2 separate regions of the Sus scrofa genome follow, and region 1 is linked to region 2. The links are chromatin contacts, called in public Hi-C maps. All regions are on one chromosome and are shown on one strand. The core of a region is the stretch at or near the end of the contact, and the rest is flanking DNA. Distances in the headings are between cores, read along the strand shown.

Evidence for each region. Hi-C and Micro-C count contacts between places; a contact is called where the count stands out from the background.
Region 1: a Hi-C map of liver shows a contact between it and region 2, with 2.4 times the contacts expected there. The contact joins two enhancer-like sites. A contact is called at or near these places in 1 of 5 promoter capture datasets (liver) and 4 of 47 Hi-C or Micro-C datasets (all in liver).

Annotation. Positions count from the first base shown.
Region 1 is chr6:146,939,110-146,943,378 of Sscrofa11.1, forward strand. No RefSeq gene overlaps it. Among named protein-coding and RNA genes, the nearest start is that of LEPROT, 46 kb to the right of the region's middle. Within about 2 kb of position 2,307, at least 2 of the 83 cell types and tissues checked have an H3K27ac peak or open chromatin away from gene starts, as enhancers often do. A contact at or near this core is called in liver, where this site is marked.
Region 2 is chr6:146,803,609-146,808,364 of Sscrofa11.1, forward strand. It overlaps LEPR (leptin receptor), which reads right to left. Exons shown (of 18, transcript NM_001024587.1): 18 at 1-992. The coding sequence ends at 165. Among named protein-coding and RNA genes, the nearest start is that of LEPR, 61 kb to the right of the region's middle. Within about 2 kb of position 3,458, at least 2 of the 83 cell types and tissues checked have an H3K27ac peak or open chromatin away from gene starts, as enhancers often do. A contact at or near this core is called in liver, where this site is marked.

The DNA.
Region 1 (4,269 bases), core at 1,057-3,556, 130 kb after region 2:
CTGAATTTCCCATGATTAGCTTACTACAGTCATATATAAATACCTCATAGTGCATTGTGACATATAAATGATGTAATCCCAGTGAAGAAATTGGCATCCTCCTAATAGAGGTTTAGTTACCATCACTATTGTCACTGTAAGATGCTTAATGGTGAATAAGCTGTTTGATCTGGACCTAGAAAAAAGAATGGGGTATAGATAAGGATGAGGAAAGGATATGGTTAGCAGTCGGATACTGGATTTCCTAGGCAGGAGAAATTCACGGTCAAAGACAAGGTTAAAGGGCTAACTGTTAGCAAAGGCAACTCTTCTTTTCATTCCACACGTGGGCTATTAGACCACATATATGGGCTACTGGACCAGAAGATTCCACAAGCACTGGGACTGCTTCCTCCCAGAACTTGGTACAACACATCACACAAAAAAAGATGCAGATATTTGCTGAATGCTCAAAGTATTTTGACCACAACTAAAAAATGTCCATTTAGGGAGTTCCCGTCATGGCGCAGCGGTTAACGAATCCGACTAGGAACCATGAGGTTGCAGGTTCGATCCCTGGCCTTGCTCAGTGGGTTGGGGATCTGGCATTGCCGTGAGCTGTGGTGTAGGTTGAAGATGCAGCTCAGATCCCCCGTTGCTGTGGCTCTGGCGGAGGCCGACGGCTACGGCTCCGATTGGACCCCTAGACTGGGAACCTCCATATGCCACAAGAGCGGCCCTAGAAAAGGCAAAAAAAAAACCTTTAGGCTAACTTAAGCAAGCAAAGTATTTTGGGAGGATGTTTTAGAGTAGTACCCTAGGTTAAAGTAAAGCTGGACAACCAACCTTGAAGAGATCAGGGACCATGCAACTCCAAGGAAGCTGTGATCTATGTGGAGGGGAAGAATGGAGCTTCTACTCAGGGTACCACTGCCAGAATAAAGCAGCCGCACTATCTTTGAGTCACCTTGCTCAACATCCTAATTCCTGCAAGAAAGCAGCTAGACTGGCTTGGCCTGGATGATATGTTCAGCCTTACCTGGAGAGGAGAAGCCGTCTTATAGGACGATTCCACTGGAACTGAGTACAGCTTGGGAAGAGTAGTTTTCCAAAGGGAAACCAGAGTGATGCTTCCAAAAGAGGAAAGAATGAAAGCTGAATACATGAAAATACAGAGACCCAACACAAGAATTAGTGATCATTTTGAACATCACTTATAGTATTAGATTATAATCTTGTGATGCCCTTGGAACCTAGTTAGCTGTTCAAAGCTCCTTGTCCCCTTTACTTAATGGCGTCAGACTTTTTTTTTTGGCTTCCCTAGGGTCTCACCTGCGGCATATGCATGTTCCCAGGCTAGGGGCCTAATCAGTGCTACAGCTGGCGGCCACGGCCACGGCCACAGCAACTCGGGATCTGAGCCGTGTCTGTGACCTACACCACGGCTCATGGCAATGCCAGATCCTTAACCCACTGAGTAAGGCCAGGGATCGAACCTGCAACCTCATGGTTCCTAGTCAGATTTGTTAACCACTAAGCCGCAATAGGACCTCCCAGACTTTTTTACTTCTGGGGGTTCTAATTTATACAAATTTTTTCTCTCTTTTTTCTTTTAAATTGATTACTTGTTTCTTTCTACTTTCAATTTGCCTACTTTTGGTGCTTTCAATTCACCTACCTCACTACTTTTCATTTACCTGCCTCCTGTACTGAGTTGTGGACTAGGAAATGAAAGAACCAAGCTTGTTAGACGTTATGTGTACATTGAGGCTGTGAGTATAGGTCTATGAAGCAGGTGATCGAACACAGGCTAGGTGTCATCTGCATCGCTGCTCAGGGGTTTATCAGTTTAGTTGTTCACCTGATTTGATAGTGACTAGATGAAGAATTTCTCCGTAAATGATATGCTGTCATTTTTCTGAAGAACACAATGTTCTCTTATCATTTTTTTTTTAAATTTCATCTCCACCATAGTACTGAAAGAAGGGAAAGGACAAATATTTGCACAATGTTAAAAGTATACACATGGGGCTGCAGAGAGCTTGAAGGACACGGATGGAAAGGCTAGCGATAAGCCCCAGGTGTCCTGGTTTCCATTCTAGAATTTAATTAATAAATTCTGCTATGTATAGGTCAGAAGCAGCTTAAAACTCAAGGGATCACGAAGGGATATAACAAGTGTATGATATAGACAGAAAAGCACAGGGAAAATTTCACATGTAACTGCTGAACAGGCGCGGGATCCTGAGTGTTATTAACTAAATGGGAACAAAGAGAGAACCGTCTAAGTTAACTGGGAACAAACGTAGATTGCATTGTGCAATAATTTGGATGAACTATCGAAAACATGCTTGCCAATGTTCAGGTGACACTTTTAGCAACAATGTGGATGAAATCCTGAAAAGATGTTTGCCAGTGTTCAGGTGACACAAAACTGGGAAGCATTACAATATATCAAATGACAAATAACAGTCAAGGTGGAGTATATTGGCTAGATGAAATTTAATAAGGATTTTTAAACCTTTCGTACATATGTATGTCTAACATTCAAACTTATAAACATGGTACAGAGGAAGTCTGATTTGACAGAAGTCACAAGGATTTTGGTCTACTACAAATAAAGAAATAATAACACCTATACTTACCATTTATTGAACATAGTGGTAACATCATACTAAGTTCTTCACATGTATCATGTCAGTTCTCACAACAATTCTAAAGCGTGGACATTGGCAACAGCAGCAGCATTATCATAATCCCCACGTTACAAGTAAGAAAAATAATAATCTGGGAAATCAAAAGCCCAGAGTCCAGCTCATCAGCATTGAAACCAGAAGTTAAACCTACCAAAAAAATCTGTATCTTAACGAATATGCTACTGCTATTGCATAAGAATAAGTTTTATTGCTAAAAGACTCAAGGAAGTCTTTTTGCCTTGCTCACATCTCCTTTGGAATATTGTATGCCTTTTTCTGGGGACTAAAATTTTTAGTTTGATCTATATATACTTTTTATAAAGATACAGTCACAGGGAGTTCCCACTGTGGCTCAGTGAGTTAAGAACCCGACATAGTGTTCGTGAGGATGCCGATTCAATCCCTGACCTCACTCAGTGGGGTTAAGGATCCAGCAAAGTGGCTGTGGCTACAGCGTAGTTTGCAGACGTGGCTCCTATTTGACCCCTACACCAGGAAATTCCATATACTGCCAAGTGCAGCTGTTTTTTTTGTTTTGTTTTTTGTTTTTTAAAATAGGGTATGGTCACAGTTCATCCTGAGAGCACTAGAAAGCATGAACGGGTACCCTGAGACCTGTTTAAGAGATGCTTTAAAATATGCAAATATGAAACAAGCATTATGCATGGTGTTGAGGAAGCAGCCTAAGTGTTGGATTTAGCCAGATTGGATCCACCCCTCCTAGCTGTGTGACCTTGCACCATGTTCCCCATCTGTAAAATATGCATAATAATCCCCTCAGGCCACTGTTGTTGGGAGCACTAGCAGCAATGCATGTGAGCTCCTTGGTACAGCTCTCGTACATCGACGTGCTTAAGAGATAGTATTAATACTGCTCTTAAGTGAAAGGAAAATGGATTGAACCTTGATGTTAGGAAGGGGAATGGCACTTAGTCAATTTATATGTGCACTTTAGGGGACTACTGCAGGGGCGTTAGGTGAGTTTTGAATTAGGTGTTCTCTGAGGTCCCTTTTAAAGTGTAGATTCTGAATATGAACAAATGTGCTTTTACCCATCTGCAACTTGTGCTGACCAGCCAGCCGTGGGATCCAGGCTATAAGCTGCAGCATGGAGGTGAGAGTCCATGGAGACACTGTCACCATCTTCCCCACTTCCCACCAGCTCAAGGACACTCCCTTTCCAGAGGTCCCTCAAAGCAAAGGACTATTTATAATGCCAGGTTAGCAAGTACCTTCATGTTGTTAAGCAGGTGTCATTGGCATCGATAACAGCTAAATATATATATTACTCCAGAGGTCCTGTCGTGGCTCAGCAGGTTAAGAACACAGCAAATAGGAGTTCCCGTCGTGGCGCAGTGGTTAACGAATCCGACTAGGAACCATGAGGTTGCGGGTTCGGTCCCTGCCCTTGCTCAGTGGGTTAACGATCCGGCGTTGCCGCAAGCTGTGGTGTAGGTTGCAGACGCGGCTCGGATCTCGCGTTGCTGTGGCTCTGGCGTAGGCTGGTGGCTACAGCTCCGATTCGACCCCTAGCCTGGGAACCTCCATATGCCGCGGGAGCGGCCCAAGAAATAGCAAAAAGACAAAAAAAAAA
Region 2 (4,756 bases), core at 2,208-4,707:
TTTTTTCTGTATTACTGAGTGTGGACAAACAGATCTCTTTAACTTTTGAAGTCATTTTCAAATTTGACTCAATTTTTTTCTCTCTGCTATGGAACACCATGTAGAACATATTACCCTTAATATGACTCATCCCATCATAAATCTGAGATGTTTCTGGAATGAACTTAGACGGTTAGGTCATACATCTTGTTTTCCATTATCTTCTGAGTCTGAGTTGAACAAGTTTGAAATTGAGGCATGTAAGATACAAAAGTCTTCTGACCAGAAGTTCCTAAATTGAAATTATTTTCTACAAGGTGTGAACAGCTCTCCTGGAGGATTTTGATGTCAGCGAATAAACAGTGGGCTGGGAATGGGCACCGCACTCTTGACTCATCAGTCAAAAACACATCACTCTCTCTCTTTTTGATTGAGGTGACTCCTAAATAATAGACAGACCTTTCGTCATTATGTTCTTTGGGGAAATTTCCCTCAAACTTCATAAGTTCATCCAATCCTTCTGAGAAGGAAAGGTGTGGTGAAATCATATTGGGATGCTGATCTGATAAAATAAAAAAGGCCTGGGTTTCTATCTCCCATGAGCTATTCGAGAAAGACTCTTTCGGTAGGGAATTGCTGCTAGAGAAGCATCTGCTGACCAAGCTACTTACAAGTTCTTGCTCTTGCTCAGTTTCACCTGATTTAGGGCTGCTGAGCAGGGTGGCATATTTAATAGAGGGCTGTCTTCTATTTTCATCCTCACAAGTTATCTCCATGCTCTCAGCCTCAGAGAAGTGGGCACTGCTGCGTTGGTCACTAATACAAATTGAACTCTTTTCAAGATCCGGAGTTGTCAAGAGTAGAGAGACTGTAGTTGGTGGCACCATCTCATCCTTATTTTTCCATGATGTATCAACACTGATATCTTCCGAAATGGTTTCAGGCTCCAAAAGAAGAGGGCCAAATGTCACTGATTCTGTGTGCTTGATAAAAAGATGCTCAAATGTTTCCGGCTAAAAGAAAAGACAGATTTTAATGCTCAAGTGTGTTTAAAAAATCATTTTGCTTCACTATGACATCAATTGAAGAAATGGAAGGGTGAAAATACCAAGAGACATAAGTCAAGTCGTCACAAATCAACTGGGTTTGGACAGAAACATACCAAAAATTAAAAGGGAGAGGCCGTAGAATAGTGTGTAAAAGTGGGAGGAAGTGGACTCCTTGAATCCTTCTGTTTCTGTGACCATGGACAAGTTCATTAACCTCTCTGCCTTTCAGTTCCTTCACCTGTAAAACTGTGTTCAATATTTACTCCACGGCAATGCGGCAAGGAATAAAGTAAACGGTGTCTGAAAATGCTTATTAGCTCTCAACAAAGATTGTTTACTGTAATTACAAAGTACTATCTTTGGAAGAATGCCTAATATTCCTATAAAGCAAATTATACTTCCACAAACTGAATTTTTTTTTTTGTATTTTTATGGCCACACCTGCGGCACATGAAGGTTCCCAGGCTAGGGGTTGAATCGGAGCTGCAGCTGCCAGCCTATGCCACAGCCACAGCCACACAGGATCCGAGCCGTGTCTGTGACCTACACCACAGCTCACAGCAACGCCAGATCCTTAACCCACTGAGCAAGGCCAGGGATCGAACCCACGTCCTCATTGCTACAAGTCGGGTTCGTTAACTGCTGAGCCATGATAGGAACTCCCACACAAACTGAAATTTTAAGCCTCAAATTAAAAAAAATGAATTGATATAAAATCAAATGAGCAAAACAGCTATAGCTAAAATAACTATTCCATGACATATGATATGAAGGTAAACTATATGTGACTGACTGTTAAGGACTTATCTGCCTTATGTCACACTAAGAACCTGTTTACGATTGTCAGGAAAAAAGAACTAAATACCTATTTGTTGAAAACAATGAAAATGAAAGGGATGATCACAAACTTTTCAAGACTTTTCCTTGTAAATAACTTCATATAAAAATACAAACTATATGACATGTGGAATGAAGACAAAGACACAAAATAAATACACATCATACTTTTTTATAAGAAAGGTGGTTACATTACAATGAAAAATCCTGCCAAGCAGCTACAAGGCAAGAATTTGTGTGCAAAAGCTCAACTCATACAATGTAAACATATTGAAAAAAGAAATGCAAAATAAAGAATGCTGTGGACACATCACATTGAAAAATTAACACAACTGAATGACGTGCATTAGAAATTTCTATTTATATGTTATACATAGAATTAAATTTTTGAATTTTATGATTTTAAACTGACAGAATAAATTCTAATTAATTGTTTGAAATAACAATATAACCAACTATTCTTCATAATGGCAAATATATTCCACATAAAAACACAATTCACTTAACACAGCTTTGAACTCTTAAATGAAATATAGTGGTGATTATAATCATAAAGGAATAAATATGCCAGATGCTTTATAATGGAATAGACTTGTACAGATATTAAAATACTGCATAATAACAAACACTTTATTAACACAACCTCTTCTATTATTCTATGGACAAAATATACGAAAAGTGTCCCTGTGCCTATTTTCTTTCTGACAGAAATCTATAATTAGATTTATAAGTTCTTTCAAATATTTTCTTGATTTTTTTTTTTTTTTGGCTAGATTGGTGGGATTACATACCCACGAAACCTTTAGTCAACAGCTAAATACCCTAGTCAACTGGCATCAATCTATCATTTTGGTTTTTTTAAATGTTACTACTATTGTGTATTAAATTTCTTAAAATTTAATGAACCTAGAAATTAAGATCTCCATATAAAGGAATTGCATGCTTTCAATATGAAAATTAAAAAAATACACACAGAGAGACCATAGCATGCAGTCGAACACATGTTCTTCAAATGACATTTGGTATATTTCATGCCCTTTAAAACTTCATAATTGTCAACTGATCACTGATGCCAAATAATGTGCATGTCTTCAAATGCACTTGATGAGAGATTTCACTAATAATTAATAAGAAGTCATACGTCTATATTATATCAAGGCATATTTTATCAGTGGGTCACAAACTTTTAAAAGTATATTTATTAAAAAATCATTTCAGCCACTATATGCCTCTAAGTTTCAACTATTTTAGAACAGTCTGGAAGCATATTAAATATGTATTCAGCTGACAGGAATTAAAGAATATCCTTTCATATTTTTCACACTTAGATTTTACATTCCAATGACATCTATTAAAAGTCAATGAAGGGGGGGAAGGCACATTCTTCCTGATTTTTAGTTGTTTTTTTAAACATTCGAGTCAAACTATGCATGAAATCTAAATGTAAGTACTCCATTCCATAGCCTAAATTTGACTATCATATGGGTTCATCAAACAGAGGCTTTGGTTTATTTTGAATGTGAGCAACATAACACACAAGTTCACAGAAACAGCAGGTGGCCTTTTGCTCAGGGAGTAAAGTCCTGTGTTTGCCATGAACTATTTCTAAAAGCTCCAGAGAGTCTCCGTTTTTGCATCACTGCCCATTTCCCTGCCTGCCAGAAACTTTGGGTGGTTCAGAGTAAATCTGGTCAAAAATTTCACAAGGAGGCTATATTGGAGGCTGATGTATTTTCTGATCTGGTCAATCTGACTGGCATATGTCAGGTCATCCTGATATGAACTGTAACTTCTACTGGCCTTTGACCAGAACAAACAGTAACTTCCGGCTTTCTTTAAACTGAAATGGACATCAGGACTTAAGTCATTTTCAAGGCTATCAAAAACAAAAATTCCTATAATAATCAAAATTAGAAATATATAAAAGCTACAAGACATTCAAAAGAATACTCAAATCAGTCAGTTTATAGGCTAAAGTGTACATAAAAGAATATAAAGTGGAAAATTTTGGACATAAAACATAAACACTTTTACTGCGTTCTATATTTAGAGCCATTGTACTTGCAATGTGTCAGAAGTTGCCGTTCTCATCCAGTTAGAACATTGTCTGTTAGATGTTTGATGATATCTAATAGATATGTGGTAAGAGCAACAGTTATAATTTTTAATGTTTCATGACCAGGCAAATGACAAAGCAAAAGCCAGATCTCCTAAATATTACTATTTAGACTTCAGATGACTTGAAAAGTAATCATACATCCAAACTGAATTGGATTCAGACCTATAGTTTGGACCTCAAATTCACCCATCTATTTTAAGTTCTAAATCAACATAATCCACCACATTTTAGTTCTCAAGAATCCCACCAAATTTGTTTACATTGTCTCCCCTTCTTCGAAATGTAAAAATCTTCTAATACTCTATAGAATGATGGCAAGTTGGTAGATTGGATTCATCTGCAGTGATCATGATTAGACTTCAAAGAATGTCCGTTCTCTGTTCAGATAAAATAAAACAAAATAAGAAAGCAAAATAAAAAAAAAAATCACTCAGAAAGCAAAAGATAAAAGATTTCAAAAAGCTGTTCTGTCAGACAGGGGTGCTTGATTATAATAAATTCCTGTGTTATACTATACCTATGCATGTTTTTAGGAAAAGATAAAATTTTGAACCTAGGGGGCCTCTTCCATTTCCTTAATGCACTCCTTAACATCACCCTAAGAACAACCTTAAGGATCCTAGAAAAGGAAAAACTATAGAGGACTAACAGGATAAGTAAAAGGAGAGAAGAACAAAGTGCTGGAAAAATAAAAAAGAAGTGGAGGAGCAACAGCAGTATTAGAGAGTTCGGAACAAGAAAGAGTAAAAGAGTAGAGCTCTGAAGACAAACA